2 separate regions of the Lactuca sativa genome follow, and region 1 is linked to region 2. The links are chromatin contacts, called in public Hi-C maps. All regions are on one chromosome and are shown on one strand. The core of a region is the stretch at or near the end of the contact, and the rest is flanking DNA. Distances in the headings are between cores, read along the strand shown. Region 1 holds the start of LOC111904249. Region 2 holds the start of LOC111904215.

The links. Hi-C and Micro-C count contacts between places; a contact is called where the count stands out from the background.
Region 1: a Hi-C map of leaf shows a contact between it and region 2, with 3 times the contacts expected there. The contact joins the promoter of LOC111904249 here to the promoter of LOC111904215 in region 2. A contact is called at or near these places in 2 of 4 Hi-C or Micro-C datasets (leaf and seed).

What each region holds. Positions count from the first base shown.
Region 1 is chr7:154,206,300-154,210,107 of Lsat_Salinas_v11, reverse strand. It overlaps LOC111904249, which reads right to left and starts at 1,818. Exons shown (of 5, transcript XM_023900029.2): 1 at 1,532-1,818; 2 at 1,371-1,392; 3 at 1,180-1,285; 4 at 980-1,087; 5 at 667-909. The coding sequence starts at 1,595. The coding sequence ends at 808. LOC111904213 (probable E3 ubiquitin-protein ligase RHY1A) reads right to left here. Exons shown (of 4, transcript XM_023899994.3): 4 at 3,303-3,743. The coding sequence ends at 3,392.
Region 2 is chr7:153,940,543-153,944,302 of Lsat_Salinas_v11, reverse strand. It overlaps LOC111904215, which reads left to right and starts at 1,983. Exons shown (of 4, transcript XM_023899996.2): 1 at 1,983-2,478; 2 at 2,606-2,834; 3 at 2,919-3,043; 4 at 3,142-3,427. The coding sequence starts at 2,140. The coding sequence ends at 3,225.

The DNA of each region.
Region 1 (3,808 bases), core at 569-3,068, 270 kb before region 2:
AAAATGACATGTTAAGTGACAATAAAAAAGATAATGCAACAAGATACTAAAAATGTTAACATGTTCAAAAATAACTAATCTGGATTTACCAGAGTCACCTAAAGTGACAAATGTACTTATATGCCATGCATCTATTTACTTGTAATTTTACTTGTCAGAAAAAGGTTTTCTAACTTGTTCTTCTTGGTTCGTGTTCTTACTTACTCTAAATACATGTAATTTTGAATTATCAAATTTTAACTAATCTCAGTTTCAAGTTTCTTATCTCAATTGATGAAGTGCAATTAGAAAACTTTATTTAAATTTTCAAATTTATCGTCTCATTCGATCACCAATCTACAATGTCACTTTGATGAACTGGTATATTTGAATAAACCATCAATACATAATCAACCTCACCCCTCTGTAATATCTTTTAAAAAAATAATTGACTAATCTCATTTCAAATTATATACATTCCAATCTACCAAGGAAATTCCTATGATTTTTCATTTTTAAGTTGTCTAAAAATAACGGTTGTTTCTTGTTGATGTTGCAAAAATATTCATATGTTTCTTATGAAATTATTTTTTCAATTTATTTATAATTTTAGCGAAAAAAAAAACATTCTGTAAACCAAACAACACAAATCAATGACACGTTCCATTCTAGGTGAGTAGCCAAACATGACAACCGAATGATAATGATCAATTCCATTCCATTTCCTTGTCATTCCATTCCATACTTGTTCCTACATTTCTTATGTTATATGATTAATAGATTTTGATAACTGTTATATCTTCAAAAACTATCAAGTTGTGTATCATGTTAGAGTTTTGCAAGAAGATATGCGAGTTGTTCATCAGACACCTTCACATCAACACATGTACCCAATGACACAGCAAGTCTAGCAGCCAATTGATGTTTGCACTGAGAAAGAAGAAACGATAATCAAAATCAAGGAAACAAAAACGAAAATGGAAATGGAAGAAAGCCTTACACAAAGCTGTTCTCTTTTGTTGACAATGTCATAGAAAAACGAATAACAAGCACAATAGTGTTCTGGGAAACAAAGGTATTCTTCCTTCTTTTTAGACTCTCCCGTAATCTGCAAATGCCATTTCAAAGTTCAAACCTCAAGCACTGGTTATAATTTTCAACAAATAATCAGTGGAATTCAGAAGATCGCAACAGAGAAACCTGAAAGATGGAGCGCCCACTGGGTTCTCCGGATATCTTCTTGACACCTCGTTGATCAACTATCCTGCTTGCCCTTTCCAGATTTTTACCAAATAAAGTATGCAAACTGTGTTTTCATGTTGAAGGATCAGTCAATTTATGTGTAAATTGTGTAATAGAAGAATCAAGGATAGATCAAGTAGATTACTCACATCGAAAGCTGATCATCCGTCACTGTTTCGATCAGAGTTTCAAATGCGATTTAAAAGAACGAAAATCAGACTCATTTTTGGGAAGAAGAAGAAGAAGATGAAGAAGAAGAATTAGGGGATATAAGATCGAATTGAGATAGAATTCATGGCTGTATGCGTACCTGAACGAGTGGATTGGATTTCTGTCCAGATGGTTTCTGCGACTAACAAGCTGCTGGAGGTCATTGTATGTTTGAAGTTTAAACCCTAATTTTGTTTATCTGATGTAGTAGCTTCAGTAGCAATAAAATGATTGAGATATTAGAATTCTTTGAAACACTAATGTTCATTGTTAAAGTCAGAAAGTTATAGAAACCGCTAGCTTTAAATTGTGCTAATTAAGCCCTTAAACTCTTAAAATTATTGTGCTAATTAAAACTTTAAACTCTTAAAATTGTAGTCATAGACTCATAGTGAAGACATGTCATGTAGAAGATTTATGATCATCTATATCTATATCTGTATCCGATAGAGTAAATTACACGAATGGTCCTTATGGTTTGGGATAATTTGTACGTTTGGTCCCTAACTTATTTCTTTAACTCGGAAGATCCCTATTAATTGTTTTTGTTACGCACTTGGTCGCTATTGTTTGTTTTTGTCACACGCTTGGTCCCTATCTTACCTAAAAATAGTATTATTTAAATAGGGAAAAATGATGAGGTAAGTAAGATAAAATGAGAGGGGTGGAGTTGGGGGTGTGTTTATTTAAATAAATAAATAAAAAATCAAAGGAAAATAGTATTTTTAGGTAAGACAGGGACCAAACGTGTAACAAAAACAAATAATAGAGACCTTACGAGTTAAAAGAAATAAGTTAGGAACCAAACATGCAAATTACCCTAAACCATAGGGACCATTGGTGTAATTTACTCTATCGATAACAGTTCATGTGTCATCCACATAAAAAATAAAAATTAAAAAAAAAAAAAAAAAAAAAAAAAAACTTTTTTAAATTAACTTTTTGTTTTTTATTAGAATAAAATGACTTTTTTACGCTAAACCCAAAAATGATAAAACCTAAATAAAACCTGACACTGATTGATAGTAGCATATTCATCATAATAAGAAAAATCACCAAATATATAATTCAGTCAATTTCTTATTTATTCATATAAAATACTAAGCAATCTTATATTCTTATATAAGCCAATAAAATAATTTATGTCCACATTTCTGCCTATAATAAATAATAAATATCGATCCAAATCTATATTGTTAACTAAATTTCCTATTAGAAAAAAATGAAAAGATAAGCACACGTTTATGTGCCTTGTATATTTGTTCTTACTAAAATTACTTTTTTTGTTTAAATTAAACCTAATAATAGAAACTAAAAACCAAAATAAATTATAATAATAATATTTATTATCAATATGGTTACTCTAAAAATCAAAAACCAAAACTTACCGTTCATTTTTTTTAACCAAAACCAACGGGAACCAAAACATGATAACCCATGTCAAGAATATATTGTGATCTAAATGTAGTATTTAGGCTTTTTTGTTGGAAATAATGTCCAATTTCAATAACTAGTATCATTCAACCTTAATAAGGTTCAAAAAAATAGTAACTATTAAAACTTTTATCATGTAATATTAAAATCTTGCGACTTTGTGTCATCCATTGAATAATTGTTGCCCTTTCGAAATTCACGTAGTTTTTTTTTTTAAGAATACATCTCAACTCGAGAGATTCAATTGTATTTATAGAAGTGCATTCACACGAAATAATGTTTAACTGAAAGTGTGTTTAAGAATTACATTGTTTTATAAATGAGCTAATAAAAAACTGTTTTGAAATCTTTTTAAATATTAATTCCAAATGAGCATAGATGCATACATAACAAATTACATGGTATCAAACCCTCTATACAAAATCATTCACTCAATCTACACCAAATAGTTTTTTTTTAAAAAGTCAGCTTATAAGCAATTTTACTTTAGTTATGTCATATGTGCATCAAACAGAGTCTAATCTTTTCATAACACATTTACATTTACGGTTATACCCTTTCTACAATTTGGGCAAGCCCCACATAACCTAATCCATGGAATCAAGCAGCCGGAATGGAATACATGAAAACAATGCAATCGTATCACTTCATCACCATTTTCAAAACTCTCCAAACAAATCGTACACTCCCTTGAAGTCTCATTTCCTTTTCCATCATCACCAAAAACCTCTAATTTTAAACAATTTAAGGCATCTTGATGAAGTCCAGGATGATGATGATGATGATTTCTTGCTAATGGTTGCCATGATTCAGATGCCATTTCTTCATACAGATTACTGTCATCTTGATGACTGTTTGATGAAGAACTGCTGCTTTGTCTATAATAAGATTATTGTTAATTTTGATTAACATGAGTTTGAATTTTGAAAGATTGATGAAATTT
Region 2 (3,760 bases), core at 734-3,233:
CGGGTTGAATTCGGATGGATGGGATAAATGATACCTAACCATTTATTTGTTTTGCAACTTGGACCCTAGACTTTGATAATTAATGTTTTTAGAAACTAAAAGGGTATTAATTATTAAAGATTAAATATTGAAAATACTAAATGAATTTTGTTAAAATTTTATAAATATATAATCCACTCTCATAACCATGAATTGTCATTTCTCTTTAAATGACTTAATGAAACAATAACATTCAATAGATGCAACTTCAATGAATGAGTTCATGTCTTAAGAGACAATCTCATGAGAGATGTAAAATTATATACACTTAAAGGACATATTCCTAAAAGAATTGCTTTGAGCAATAAACCTGAATATTATACCTAGTAAATGCATCATAGTGTTGCTCAAGATGCTTCTAACATTATACTAGGAACAATTATTCATGACTAAGAAGTTTTGGATAATTTATATATATATATATATATATATATATATATATATAATATAACAGGTTAATCAATATTCCAATAAATATAGTGATGTTTTGTTGGAATAGTGCAAGGCTAAAAGAGTCACATTGTGTAATCTAAAATGCCCATGTTTTATGAAATAAACACCTTTAAACCTAAGAAATCCAATAAGTCCCATATAGATGGATTTTGTTTCTTTTGTGAAGAAACTGGATACTGGTAGAGGAACTGATCCTCTTATCTAGAAAGAAAGTCTGAAAGAGACTAGTACTTCATGTATCTACTGGATAGAACTCATACTTTTTCGTGTAACACTCAAGTACTTGGTACTTGAATGTTAATCTAATATTTGAAACTTGATTGCAAATATTTACAGAAGTGTAACTAGCTGAGCACAAGCAAGTTGGAACTATACTTTCGAAGTTTAGTTTATTATTTATGCTTAGAACATAAATTGCTTGTAGTATAAAACAATGTTTGTTTTGGAACAATGTATGCTTTAAATTTAGCATGCGTAAATATTTATGTCTTAGTTATTTGTTTAAATGTTTGATTATTTACTAGATCATTTTTCATAATAATAATACTCATATTCTGAAAAGGTTGACTTCTATTTCTGAGGTTAGAACTCTTAATAGAATTACAAAGTAAATATCAGTATTTTATGAATAAAATTAAGTTTTATATGCAAACACTTTTGACTTAAACTTGTTTTAAATCAAACTTATCCATGACATTGTTATATTTATTGTATAAATGAAATACACATATTTCAACTTCAAGAAATGGCTCTTTGAAGATAAATAATGTAGTTTATTTGATATATATGAATCTTATTTATATATAAAAGATTCTTAATAAATTTTCACTAAAGTATAGAAAAAATAATTATTAAGGAACTATACACTTTGATGTATGACTTCCTTTCTAATGAATATCTATGATTGAGCACAAGATACAACCCGGTAGTACCATCTAAAACATTGTGGTGATAATGGGTGGATTAAACTTTATTTGATATAATTTACTTCTAATCGGTAGAAATGTTATCCTTTTAACATTTTTGAGATTATACATCAATCACTATTAGTTATATCTAGAATACAAACACCAACTCATTAGGTCTCTATTCTCCTCTCTTCTCTCTTCCTGGCTTCTTCTCTCTTGAGTCCACAAGGAAGTGGATGTTGAGCACCATCCCAACTAGGTTCAGGAAGAGTTGTGGTGGTGGCTTGGAGGTGGAAAACGGTGGTGGTCGTGAAGACGGTAACGGATGTTCTAATAACATAAATAATTATACAACAATTAAAAACATAAATGGAAAAAGCAATATAACTATTATATTAATTTAATTTCAGACCAAAACCAAAGCAAAAACTAAAACTAAATTATAAAAATCTTTAGTGAAAAAAAATAGACAACCACATAATTTACACAAACCAAATGAAAGATTGATGTAAAGCGTAATTAAAATGATAAGTAGTCCTTTTCTGAAAAAAGGAGTCGACTTCCTTCGGTCGACGAGGATGTCTGTCCAAACTACATAAATCTTGAACTCTTGACACCACGACACGTCTTTTCTTGACTAAACCAAAAACAAGCCGACTTCCTTAAAATCTCACCTACATAAACCCTAGAAACAACCACACCTTCACCCACAAATTCAGGAGAAGAAACGAAAAAAAAAATGAGCGCAGGTTTCCTCAAGAATGGCAACAAAGCACACATCTACATCAACACCATATGGAGAAGACACTCGATTTCCGATTCACTTGGAGCTCCGATTACCAGAACCCCTTTCCAACAACCCAAAGCTTCATACTCCCGATTTCCTCAAAGAAAAGTGAAAGACATCGAGTTTTCTGTTCCATTCCCGACCACAAATACACAGAGCGCATCGCGTTTATCGTCGATTTCAAAGAGTGCGTTTATTGGATGGTATTTGGGTATGATTAAAACCCGACCCATTGTTACTAAAAGCATCACCTCTGCTCTTATTTATACTGCTTCTGATTTATCCTCTCAGGTACTTGAATCTGTTCTTCGTTTTCTGTTAGATTTCTTCTTCTTGTTACTGGGGTTGTAATTTCTTGATTTTTAATCGAGTTTATATGTTCCAAAATGTGTTCTTTTCTTGTTCAACTCATATTCAGACAATTACTCGATCATCTTCAGAGTCTTACGATGGTATAAGAACTTTTCGCATGGCTGGATATGGAATGATCGTATTAGGTCCAGCACTACATTATTGGTTCAATTTTGTATCGAGAATCTTTCCAAATCGTGACCTTATGTCAACATTCAAGAAAATGTTCTTGGGTCAGGCGATATTTGGACCTGTTATGACTGTCGTGTTCTTCTCTGTGAATGCAGGCATACAAGGTACTAGTTTCTTGCTTGCATTTTAATGGCTGCCTTTGGTGTTTTACTTTGAGATTTGTGTAATCTTGATCGAATGTTTCACAGGTGAAAGTGGTAGAGAAATTGTTGCTAGATTGAAGCGAGATTTGATTCCAACTATGATCAATGGTGTTATGTATTGGCCTGTTTGTGATTTTATCACATTCAGATTCGTCCCTGTTCATTTGCAGGTAATCAATTGAAAAAGTTCATTTCTTCATTGATTTGATTCATTGATTCATGAATATTTTGATGTTAAATCATATGTATTGGTTTTGTGAAAATGCAGCCATTAGTGAGCAACTCATTTGCGTATATATGGACTTGTTACATGACATACATGGCAAGCTTAGAGAAAGCAGGGATCAAGTAACAAAAGTGGTAGTTCTGGTGTTACAATTGTAGGAAGTTGGAGTTGCAGAAATGGCAGAAATGTTGCATTTATTTTGGTCACTAATTGAGAATATGAAACCACTTGTGTAGATTTAGGCTGGAGCTATTAGAGTTATCACGTCATTACATGTTGAAATTATATCTTATAGTAATCATACATCCATTTACAGTCTTATTTTCAATATCTCTTTTCTTAAGCACACTAGGAAAGATTACAAAAGCTATGACTCTGTTAAAAAGTGTCATAATTGTATACTTGTGGGAACATATAACTTGCACATGTAAGAGGTAAAGAAATAGATAGTTTTCCTACACCTTAAACAATCATCATTATAACAAAATCCTGAGTATTTTAAGGATGGAGTAAGAGGTGGTATCCGAAACTGTTTCCAAATAACACGTTTGGAATGCAGAGAAAGAAAGAAAAATAAAAATTCAAATTATACATGAAGATATGTTAGATGCAACATGCTTTGAGATGATTGTTTTTCTTTGTTTTGTTTCTTTCCATTCAG